Linked DNA regions of Sus scrofa: region 1 is linked to region 2. Evidence: chromatin contacts called from public HiChIP or PLAC-seq data. All regions are on one chromosome and are shown on one strand. Each heading gives the region's core, a stretch centred on a gene start, on an enhancer-like site or on the middle of the called end of the contact. The rest is flanking DNA. Distances are from core to core; before and after follow the strand shown. Region 1 holds the start of MPDU1 (mannose-P-dolichol utilization defect 1). Region 2 holds the start of POLR2A (DNA-directed RNA polymerase II subunit RPB1).

The links. HiChIP or PLAC-seq counts read pairs in DNA pulled down with a chosen protein or histone mark.
Region 1: a contact with region 2 is called in an H3K27ac HiChIP or PLAC-seq map of alveolar macrophages. The contact joins the promoter of MPDU1 here to the promoter of POLR2A in region 2. A contact is called at or near these places in 2 of 5 promoter capture datasets (fetal liver and fetal skeletal muscle), 9 of 47 Hi-C or Micro-C datasets (blood, embryonic fibroblasts, epiblast stem cells and 4 more) and 2 of 2 datasets of contacts at active chromatin or transcription factors (alveolar macrophages and skeletal muscle).

Annotation. Positions count from the first base shown.
Region 1 is chr12:52,876,598-52,881,740 of Sscrofa11.1, reverse strand. MPDU1 (mannose-P-dolichol utilization defect 1) reads right to left here and starts at 2,817. Exons shown (of 7, transcript NM_001044619.1): 1 at 2,704-2,817; 2 at 955-1,020; 3 at 636-768; 4 at 228-313; 5 at 1-108. The coding sequence starts at 2,806. CD68 (CD68 molecule) reads right to left here. Exons shown (of 6, transcript NM_001291776.1): 6 at 4,485-4,815. The coding sequence ends at 4,682.
Region 2 is chr12:52,776,869-52,781,823 of Sscrofa11.1, reverse strand. It overlaps POLR2A (DNA-directed RNA polymerase II subunit RPB1), which reads right to left and starts at 1,991. Exons shown (of 31, transcript XM_021067825.1): 1 at 1,502-1,991. The coding sequence starts at 1,594. SLC35G6 (solute carrier family 35 member G6) reads right to left here. Exons shown (of 3, transcript XM_003483096.4): 3 at 2,249-4,428. The coding sequence ends at 3,412.

The DNA.
Region 1 (5,143 bases), core at 1,568-4,067, 99 kb before region 2:
CAACAGCAGGCACGTTGGAAGCCTGGAGCAGGGTCACTAGAGCCAGGGGCGTCAGTGGTGAAAGCAGCATCAGCAGGAGCACAGCATGGCAAGCTAGGAAAGCCACACCTGAGGGAAGGGAGATAGGCGAGTCCTCGTCAACTTCCGAGGCCTCTGGTTTCCCCAGGTCCCTATTCCCAGCAGGGCTCCCGAGAGCTGGAGCCAGCTCTTGGCTCAATCCCCAGCACCTCTCACAGTCTGTCCTCTGTAGTGCAGGACCAGGAAGGCGATGGTGACTGTCTGGAGCATCAGGAACAGGGCTTCACCCCAAGAGCTGCAGAGTCAAGAGTTGGGGGGAAGAAAGGTGGGCCTGGAAAGAGGCAGGGAAAGCCTCCATAGCTCATCCAGGCTGGGGACACGGTTTCTGTCTTGCACACCTTGGCTGGTTCCTTCCCTCCCAGCCATCCCCACCTAACTGACTCAGGATTGGAATCTGGGCATTCTTCCGATGCTCACCTCCTCTCATCACCACTATGGATGATGGCTAGAGTTCCAGAAAGGCTTAAGCTTCCCTGACTTTTTAACTCCTCACCCTAACCCCCACTGGAGTTGTGAGCATTTACCCTTGGAGATAAAGGGCTGCGGGAGTCCCTCACCTGAAGGGGAAGTTGTTGGTGATGCTGTAGACCATGGTCCCAGTCAGTGCCACCAGCTCCAGCATTACCGACTGGAGACTCAGCCCTTCAGCACTCTTGGCTCCCAGGATTTTAAACACTTGGGGCAGTTTTACTGGAGAAAGAGGATGAGAAAGACAGGGTTGAGGAGCTGACACCCTTTGGGAGCAAGACACAATAGCTAAAGAGCAGCCTGGGAGGCATGTTAACCCCACTTCTGGTTAGGGGGCCCAGGGGGTTTATGGCATCTTAGCATTCCACCCACCTCCCAACAGCAGGAAAGGAAGATTAAGAAACATACCCAGAAGTGAGCCAGCCACAATGCCCAGCCCCAGGCATTTGCTGAGGAGAATCTTGAGGCAGGGAACTGAGAAAAGAAAAAGCAGTAAGTAGAGACCTCTGGAACCCAGTCCCAGGCATCCAGGAGGCTCAGGCCTAAAGCCTTTTTATCTTTTTAAGGCTGCACCCTTGCATATGGAGGTTCCCAGGCTAGGGGTCTAATTGGAGCTGTAGCCACCGGCCTACGCCAGAATTGCAGCAACACGGGATCCGATCCACGTCCGGGACCTACACCACAGCAACGTCGGATCCTCAACCCACTGAGCGAGGCCAGGGATTGAACCTGCAACCTCATGGTTCCTAGTCTGATTCTGTGCCACCAAGGGAACTCCGGGATGACTTTTCAAAACAGCTTTTACCATTCCTTTTCTCTAAACCAATCTTCCATTCCCTGCAAATCACATCTAAACTCCATGATTTGACTTCCAAGGCCCTCCGCTGCTTCCCTGTATAGAGCTGATCAATGCTCAAGACTCTTATCCTTTAGTCCCGCCTCTGAGCAACCAGGCAATCTACTTCTCAAGTCTTTCTCCAAGAATAGGGTTTCCTCTGTATCCCTCACTCCAGAACACTTTGTCCCTGGCACCTACTCAGGGACTCAATTACCAGACATCTTCTCTTGTCTTGAAGCTCTACCCCTCAAGGTGCTTGGCCCAGTGGGAGTCAGATTCTCACTGGTCATGAATCCAGTTAAAGCATATCTGTCCCTGGAGCACAGTGGGGCACTATGAACTGACAGAGACATACTGCAAAGGCTCCCCAAAGGGTCTGACATCTTAGGTGGGCACTGGGGTGCAGATGCCTGGCAGATAGAAAGAGGAAGGCAGGCAAGTACAAAATTGGGGAATTCCCATTGTGGTGCAGCAGAAACATGTGACTGGTAACCATGGGGATGAGGCTTCGATCCCTGGCCTAGCTCAGGGGTTAAGGATCTGGTGTTGCCCTGAGCTGTGGTGTAGGTCGCAGACGTGGCTCCAATCCCCACGTTGGTAGCTGCAGCTCTGATTTGACCCCTAGCCTGGGAACTTCCATATGCTGGGGGTGCAGCCCTAAAAAAAAAAAAAAAAATTAGACCATGAGTGGAGTGACCCGCCAGGCTTAGCAATAACGAACCCAACTAGTATCCATGAGGACACGGGTTCGCTCCCTGGCCTTTCTCAGAGAGTTAAGGATACGTCTTTGCTGTGAATTATGGTGCAGGTCGTAGAAGCGGCTCGGATCCAGCGTTGCTGTGGCTCCAATTCGACCCCTAGCCGGGAACTTCCATAGGCCGAGAATGCGGCCCTAAAAAGCAAAAAAAAAAAAAAGACCATGGAAATTAGAAGGAAAGTTACTGGGATGGCAGGAGCCTTGGTGGTGCCACCAAAAGCCTGGATCATAGGCTTTGTATTAATGTAATCTTGCACCTGAAGATATAGCTATCTATTAAAGGTTGGAAAGACCAGATCAGATTTTAACTTTGTTTTGTGAAGTCTTGTCTTTCATCGTTGTCAAACTAATTAAGTATTCACACTCGGCGACTCTCTCCCTCCCCCAAATATGGCGTCTCCCCCCCTACGGAGCGCAAGACACTTCCGCCCTTCTCAGAAGTGACTTCCGCCCAGCACTGGCGTGGCGGTAGTCGCCGGTGTCAGTTAGTCCGCACTGAAGTCCCTTTTAAGGCCCGGGGGCTCTTGAACAGAACTTTGATTGGATTCCAAATGAAACTCACCGTGAAGCAAGTCCCACTGGACGAAAATTTGGTCGTAGCATTTCTCAGGTAAAAGAATCGGCACCAACACCCGTTTGAGCGGCCCATCTACCTCAGCCGCCATATTGCAAAGCTAGCTTCCGCCAGTCGCGCAGACCGCCATTGATTCGCGGTGCGCATGCGCACTCCGAGCTCTCCGCCTCCTGTCTTCTCGCGATAAGTCAGGACCTCCCCAGTTCCCCGCTATTTACGCCATCCCACCTTAGCGGAAAGTAGGTCCCATCCCAGGACCGCGTTTTCTGGACGCGCCCTCCCTGCTGCTGGAGTTTTAAAGCTTGCCAAAGCTGTACGCCTGCGCAGTTCCAGCTTTCGCATCTTTGTTTAAGCTTCCGTTTCGGCAGCAGGATTTATTCTCCTGCATTTCTCCGCTCCTCCTGCTCGGCGCCATCTTGTCTTCTTCCATCTGACTTTACAGTGCTCGAAGTTGAGGGAGAAAGAGCGTGAGTCTGCAAAGTGGCGTTGCGGGGGGGAGCGCTGTGGTTTTCTCTCTTCTTACTCGGCGTCTCCAGAGGGCGCCGAGGGCAGCGGGACGGTATGAGCCAGGCAGCCCTCCTTAGGTTCCGGGCCCATATTTCTCCCTCCTTGGGCTCTCCCAGGCTTTGACGGATGGGAGTGGCAGCAACTGCTGGGTCAGGACAGTGAAGCGGAGGAGGAGGTGGGGAAGGCGAGCCCAGTTTTGGGGGACAGCAGAGCCACCAGCCCTCCTGCGGGCCCAGCCCTGGCTGCTTCTGTGAAACAAGTGCCCCGGGGTTCTTCTCTCTGCCACCCAGCGCCGGGACACCAGCTCGAGCTCTGGTGGCTGGGCCCCTGCTGGGTGGCAGTGCCACACGCTTTGGTGACTCCCGCGCTACAGTCTGCAAGGTCCTACGGGGTGTCTGCAAGGTGGTGGTGTGGTTACTGGGCCTCTGCCACGTGCTGCCCGCAGAGGGGTGGGTCTCCAGGCTCGGGTGGCTGTTTTCTTGCAAGGCTTTTACGACTGGAGAGGCCCTATTCTGGCCCCTGGGATTGCTCTTGGCCGACTGTAAAGGGGGGCGTGGCACTCATTGGTGGTGCAAGCTGTGGCGGTCGGGGCGGGGGGGTGTCTCTTTTTAGAAAATGGACGCAGGCTGCCCTGGGGGTGCCACGCACCACCCCTAGGTGCACCTCCACTGAGGACTTCAGGGTTGGCTTTGCAGGTTGCCCAGGCCGGAGGCATGTTGTTCCCAGGAGCATAGAGTCACTGTATGTGGAGGTCAGGGTGCCTGTTGCTCCCATGGTTGATGAAAACCCTTTACAGGTGAGACAAGAGCATCTCAGGTGTAGCAAGGGTTTATTCCGGGCTTCCCTAGCCTGTTACGAAGCCACCGGTGCAGCCTTTTGAAAGGAAATGAACCCAGCTGTGACCTTTCCCTCCTCACTCATTGCTGTTGTTGCCTGCTTCACCTTAATTGCATGTGATGAGGGTCGGGAAGAAGGCTGCTGGGCTGGGTGGCTCCACTGGATTGGAGGAGAGGGAACTGGTATAGCCAGGGGCCAGCCCCAGAAGAAAAGGAAGAAGGGAGCCAAGGCAGGTTTGACACTAGCTGTGCCAGGCTTTGGGGGGTGGACCCAGGAAGTCACTGGGTTACACGGTGGCATTTTCATCCCTCCTCACCAGTTGTTTCTGGCTCCCTGAGATCCAAGCATGGAAGGCACAGAAAGGCATGAGCCCAGAAACTCATGGCTTTTCATTCTGGCAGGAAGGACAAGGAAAACCAAGCATAGAGATTTGAGCAGGTTTACTATTCTCTCTCTGGAAGTAGGGGAAGGGAAATCAATCATATTTAATAAACATCTCTCCCGATTGCATTATCTCTACTTTTGTTCATCAAGACAGAGAAAGAAGAAACTTTGTCTTAGAGTCAGTTGAGTGGGGAGAAATAAGGGCACCCTCTGGTGCCCTGGGTGTTGGAACAGATGCTCACAGAGGCTGGTAGGCGGGTGGGCGTCTCCGGATGATGCAGAAGGTAACAAGCACCAGGATGAGGAGGCCAAGGAAAATCAGTCCAATGATGAGAGGCAGCAGGATGGTTTGGTCACTGGGACAAGAGAAACCTGGCAGAAAGAAAGGGCAAGTTGGGAGTGCCCGTCGTGGCTCAGCAGAAACAAATCTGAGTCATATCCATGAGGACGCAGGTTTGACCCCTGGCCTTGCTCAGTGGGTTAAGGATCCGGTGTTGCCGTGAGCTGTGATGTAGGTCGCAGACACGGCTCAGATCCCATGTGGCTGTGGCTGGCAGCTACAGCTCCAATTTGACCCCTAGCCCTGGAAGTTCCACATGCGGCAGGCGCGGCCCTAAAAAGACAAAAGAAAGGGCAGGTTGACATCACAATGGTGGTGGCTGGGACAGAGAGGAGGGAAGGAATGTGGGGGATGTTGGGA
Region 2 (4,955 bases), core at 742-3,241:
CCTTGGACAAAACCGTCTCCATCCACTCAATTCCAGTCTCTCCAGCCAAAAGGCTTCCTTCAGTTCACTCCACAAAGGAAGGAGTCCAAGTCACCAACAGCTCCACGTCCTCCCTGGTCTCTCCTGCTTCCATCCTTAGCCCTCCTCACTAGTCAGTTCTTCATAAGACAACCAAGATAGTAATATATATATATTTTAGGGCCGCACCTGCGGCATATGGAAGTTCCCAGGCTAGGGGTCAAATCAGAGCTACAGCTTTGGGCCTACACCACAGCCATGCAGGCTCTGAGTGGCATTTGCTACCTACACCACAGCTCATGGCAACACCAGATCCTTAACCCACTGAGCAAGGCCAGGGATGGAACCCACATCCCCATGGTTCCTAGCCAAGTTCGTTACCACTGAGCCACGACGGGAACTCCTGTAAGTTTTTTTTTTTTCTCTTTAATGTAAACTCGATGTCACTCTCTTGCTTATAATTCTCCAATGGCTTCCTACTGAAAAAAGAGAATGAGATCCAGATGCTTTACCACAATTGACGACACCCCACCTGGCCTGTCCCACCTCATGCTTCTCTGGCCCATTTTATTTTTTCCTCCAAAAAAAGATGTTTTGCTTTCTTTTTAACATGGACACCCAATATTCGCTTATTCCAAACACTGCTGACCAGAAGTATGTAAACTAGACGCTGGAGTTCCTCCAGCCCATTTTATAATACTCTCCTCACCCACTTAAACTGACCGCTTTTCAGCCCACAGGGCACATCAAGTTAATCCCTCCCTCAGGCCCTTTGCACTTGCTCTTTCCTCTCCCTAAAGAGCTCTTGTCCTAGAATCCATGGACCCAGAGACTGGCTGCTTCTCATATTTTGGGTAATGTCACCGCCTCAGACAGGCCTTCCCAGACCCTGACACCACCCCATCCAAAGTAGCTCTCCCTCGATGGCTCTCCATCGCATTAAACCGTTTCACTTCACTCAAGGCACTTGCCATTCACAGAATGATCTTGCTCATTCATTTATTCGTGTTTACTGGCTGTCTCCCCTGCCCCTTCCCAAAGAATGTGCTCTAGGAGGCAGGGTCCTTGTCTTGTTCGGCTCGGCGTCCCCACCGTCTGTTATGTCTATCACGTAGCAGGTGCTCAATTAATACATGTAGAAGGGGGAGGGAAAAAAATCTGGGGCTCGGCTTCTCATCCAAACTTGCGAAGGCCCCCTAGGATCCGTGTGATCTCGTTTAAGGTCGGTCTCTTCCTCCTTCTCACCCTCCAGCCCCTCTCGCGGCCAGGCCCCCAGCCCGGAACAGCGCTAAGCTTGCTGACCCCTAGGAAAACTTAACTCTGGGGAGGCCGGGAAGCTGGACTCTGCAATGCCTTGGCGCCGCTAACCCATCTGCCCCGCCAGCCACGCTGGGCCAGCGAGCAGCGCCAAGTTTCCGCAGCTGCAGTCAAGCTCCGCCCGCAGCGCGGGAGGGAGAAAGAGTGGGAGGGTAGAGCCGCTTACCAGTTCATCCGGACTGAGGACGCCGAACTGCACTCGCTTGATGGTGCGCAGCGGGCATGCGCTGTCCCCGGAGGGGGGGCCACCCCCGTGCATCGCGGAGGCAGGCGCGCTGCGCAGGCGCAAACCTCACTACAAAAAGCCTGCGCCGCCTCCACCTAGGTGCTCAGACCCCGTCGGGGCGGCCGCCGGGAAGGACCTCCCCGAGTTGGGAGGAAAAAGCCGGAGGAGGGAAAGGTGGGGGAGGGAAGTAGGCGGGGAAACGAAAAGGGGCGAAAGGAGCTCTCCTCCGCCTTTCCGGAGGTTTTTCGTCTCCCGAAAAGAAAAAAAAAAGAGGAGGGGAAAGGGAAAGGTTTGGGGGAGGAAGAAGAAAAAGGGTAACGAATAAATAAGTAACCAGGCTCCTGAACGGCAGAGGTTACGGCAGTTTGTCTCTCCCCCTTCCGGGAGCCGCCTTCTTCTCCAACCGTCCCGGCCGCGCTCTCGGCGCTTCTGAGGAGCGAACCGGCCGAATGACGCCCTTTATAGATTCGCCCCGGCATTCCCCCGCCCCTTCCTTTCCCGCCCTCCTTTGCGCTACGGGGCCGCCTGCGCCGGCGTGCACGGGGCGCGCGCTTGAGGCGTTGATCCTCCCTCCCCGGCTCCCTGGTTGGGGTGACCTTTTGAAATGACAAGGGGGAAGGGAACGGTTTTTATCCCGTCGCCTCCCCTCCCTCCTCCCTCCTACACTGAGGTTTAAGGTTTAAAGGATCAAGGGTAAATATAGGCCGCTTTTATTCTCGTTCCGAGTGAGGTTTCATTTTCAGCCAAAGTTTCTCATTCATGTCACCCCCTTCACTGGAAAATGGTCTGTTCTGAGAATCGGTAATGAAGGAGGCGGGGCCGGTCGGATCCTCCCAAGTAGGTTCCCGAAGGGGGGAGTGCTGGGGGCCGTCCTTGGTCATGAATATGCAGTAGTCGCGCTGAATATGCAAGAACAGGTCAAGATGGCGAGGCCAATTGCTTGTCCGGAAGTAGCTGATATATGTCGAGCGGCCTCCTGAGACGAGTGGACATTTCCAGGCCTCTGACGGAGCGCTGTCCGGGGCTCTGGTTTAGGATCTCCGGCCTGCGCCGCTGCCAGAGGCCTCAGCTCAGAGGCCTGCTCCGGAAGGACGCTGGCCACTATCCGGGAGAGATCACGGGACCGCGACAATCCAGGAAAAGCAGATTAGCCATGGGGCGGGACGCAGAAGTCCTGGGGAACTCGGGGTCAAAGCCTCTGAACATGAGGAAATCCTCCCCCTTCTAGAATATCTCAAAAATAAGATGGTGGTAGAGGTGTGTGAGGATCCTAAGGGATTCTCCAATAAGAGCAGGGGGTAGGACTTCCACTGTCCTTCCAAAGCAGAGATGACACCAACTGCAGAGCCACATTCAGAGTGATCCTTGTTTGATGTCAATATCACGTCACCACACCAAGGTGGGAGGGGGGAGCATAACCACGAGGAAGGGAAACCAACGCTCAGAGGGGAAAAAAAAAAGGCATACTCCCTTCCGCCAGCACAGCTGCTTGATCTGCCTGAAAGCCCCAGTCACTCCAGCCCCAGTGCTCTTCTCTCTCTGCTGCCGAGGGAAAAATCCTCCCAGTGGCTCATGGCCTACCTGCTTCAGCCCCTTTGATCTGCTCTTCAGATGTCACCCCTTAGTTCTGCCCTGATCCCAAGCCCCAGCCTAGATTCCAAATATGTTGATCTCCAGGCTGGTTCCAGGTTTTCTAGGTAGTCCCTTCCTACCTCCTACCAAGTCCCCGGGTCACCCTTGACTCCAAGGGGTGTCCTTCTCCCACACCAGTTCTTTCACATGTTTGTATTCCAGTCTTTCCTTATATTTACCCCTGCCCACCCCCCACCCCCAGGCTCTCAGGTTCGATCTCACTCCTCCACTTGCCCTTCCCTCTCACAGCTGAGGTTCTGGGCAGTGATGATGGCAATGCTGCCCAACACGACCCCTGCCCCCATGATGTCCGAAGGTGCCACGGTCTCATAGAGCACGTAATACTGCAGCATCAGGGCCACCACCACCTCAGAATGCAGGACGGCGCACACCAGGGCGGGATGGGCCTTGGTGACCGCATAACTCACACACACAAAGGAGACCAGGGCAAGGATCCCCACTGCTCCCACGCAGCTCCAACTCAGAGGATCGTTGGGCAGCACGGGGGTCTGCAGCACAAAGAGGCCTGGCACGGAGCCCACCAGCCCCACCAGGCCAAACAGGAAGGCCACTGTCGGTAGGCAGGAGGGGAAGTCCAGGGAGCGATACACCAGGAGCCCCAGTGACAGTGCCAGGCCGCCCAGGAAAGCAAGCACATAGCCCAGGGCGGTGTAGAGGCCCGTGGTCCCCTCCTGCAGTGTCCCTAGTCCAGGTCCCACAATGATGATGAGTCCCAGGGTGCTGCCCAACAAGCCACACCAGTCGTAGCCGCTGAGACGCTGGCTCTCAAGGCAGAGAGCGAGGAGAGCAGAGCAGACCGTGGAAGAACCTTTGCGGACAGTGGCAGCATTGCCAGCGGGCACCACCTGCACTGCACTGTAGGCGCATCCGATGCTGAGGACGTTGAGTAGGGCGTGGAGGCAGGCCCGGCCCCGGACATCGGGAGGTCCCAACAGTGGGTCGCCACGCAGTTTAAGTAGCAGGGCAATGGGGAGGTGGAAGAGGCAGCGACAGATGAGCAGCTCCAGCGAGGGTAGGTGGGAAGCCTGGTAAGCCATACGGGAGAAGGGGCCCACGAAGCCAGCGGGCAGGCCCCCACCCAGCAGGGCCACGAGCAGGCCTTTGGTGGCATCGGAGGGCCGGCAGCGCTGGTGCGAGGGGAGGCTGGGCGGAGTGGAGGGCGATGGTGGCTGCTGGGTGAAGTCGGGCAGGTTGAAGTAGGGGTGACTGCCAGCCTGTTAGGGAGAAAGGAGCTCAGGCATTAGAGCAGCCATAGCTCAGGGGACCCGGGGCAGGGCGAGTGCCAGGCTGGCTTCTGGGACTCTGTGGGACGGTAGAGGGGCAGGCTGTCTTGCTGAGGAACTCTTGGGAGCTAGAAAGGGCCTGAAAGATGGATGAGGTGGTACAGTGTGGACCTTGAACCTCTAAAGCAGGAAGCAGGGAGTGAGCGGTCCTGGAGCATCGTGTTTCTCTGGGTAAGTTGTTCCTGGGATCCTGGGGAGGAGAAAAAGAGGACCCGGGGATAAAAAAAAAAAAAAAAAAAAAAAAAAAAGGACCCAGGGATGCTCTCTTCGTGTGCGGAAGGGGAGGTGGCTCCAGATGCTGTGTGTCTGTGTGATGTCACAGGTTCTAGGACATCGGGGAACATCATTATGAATTTCACTTGTGGGTGTCAGGGACAGCTGGGAAGTTTTAGGGGAGGAGGGGAAAGGGAGCAGCCGGGAGCCACAGGGAGGGGGGCCATGTCCCCCTGCCCCCCACA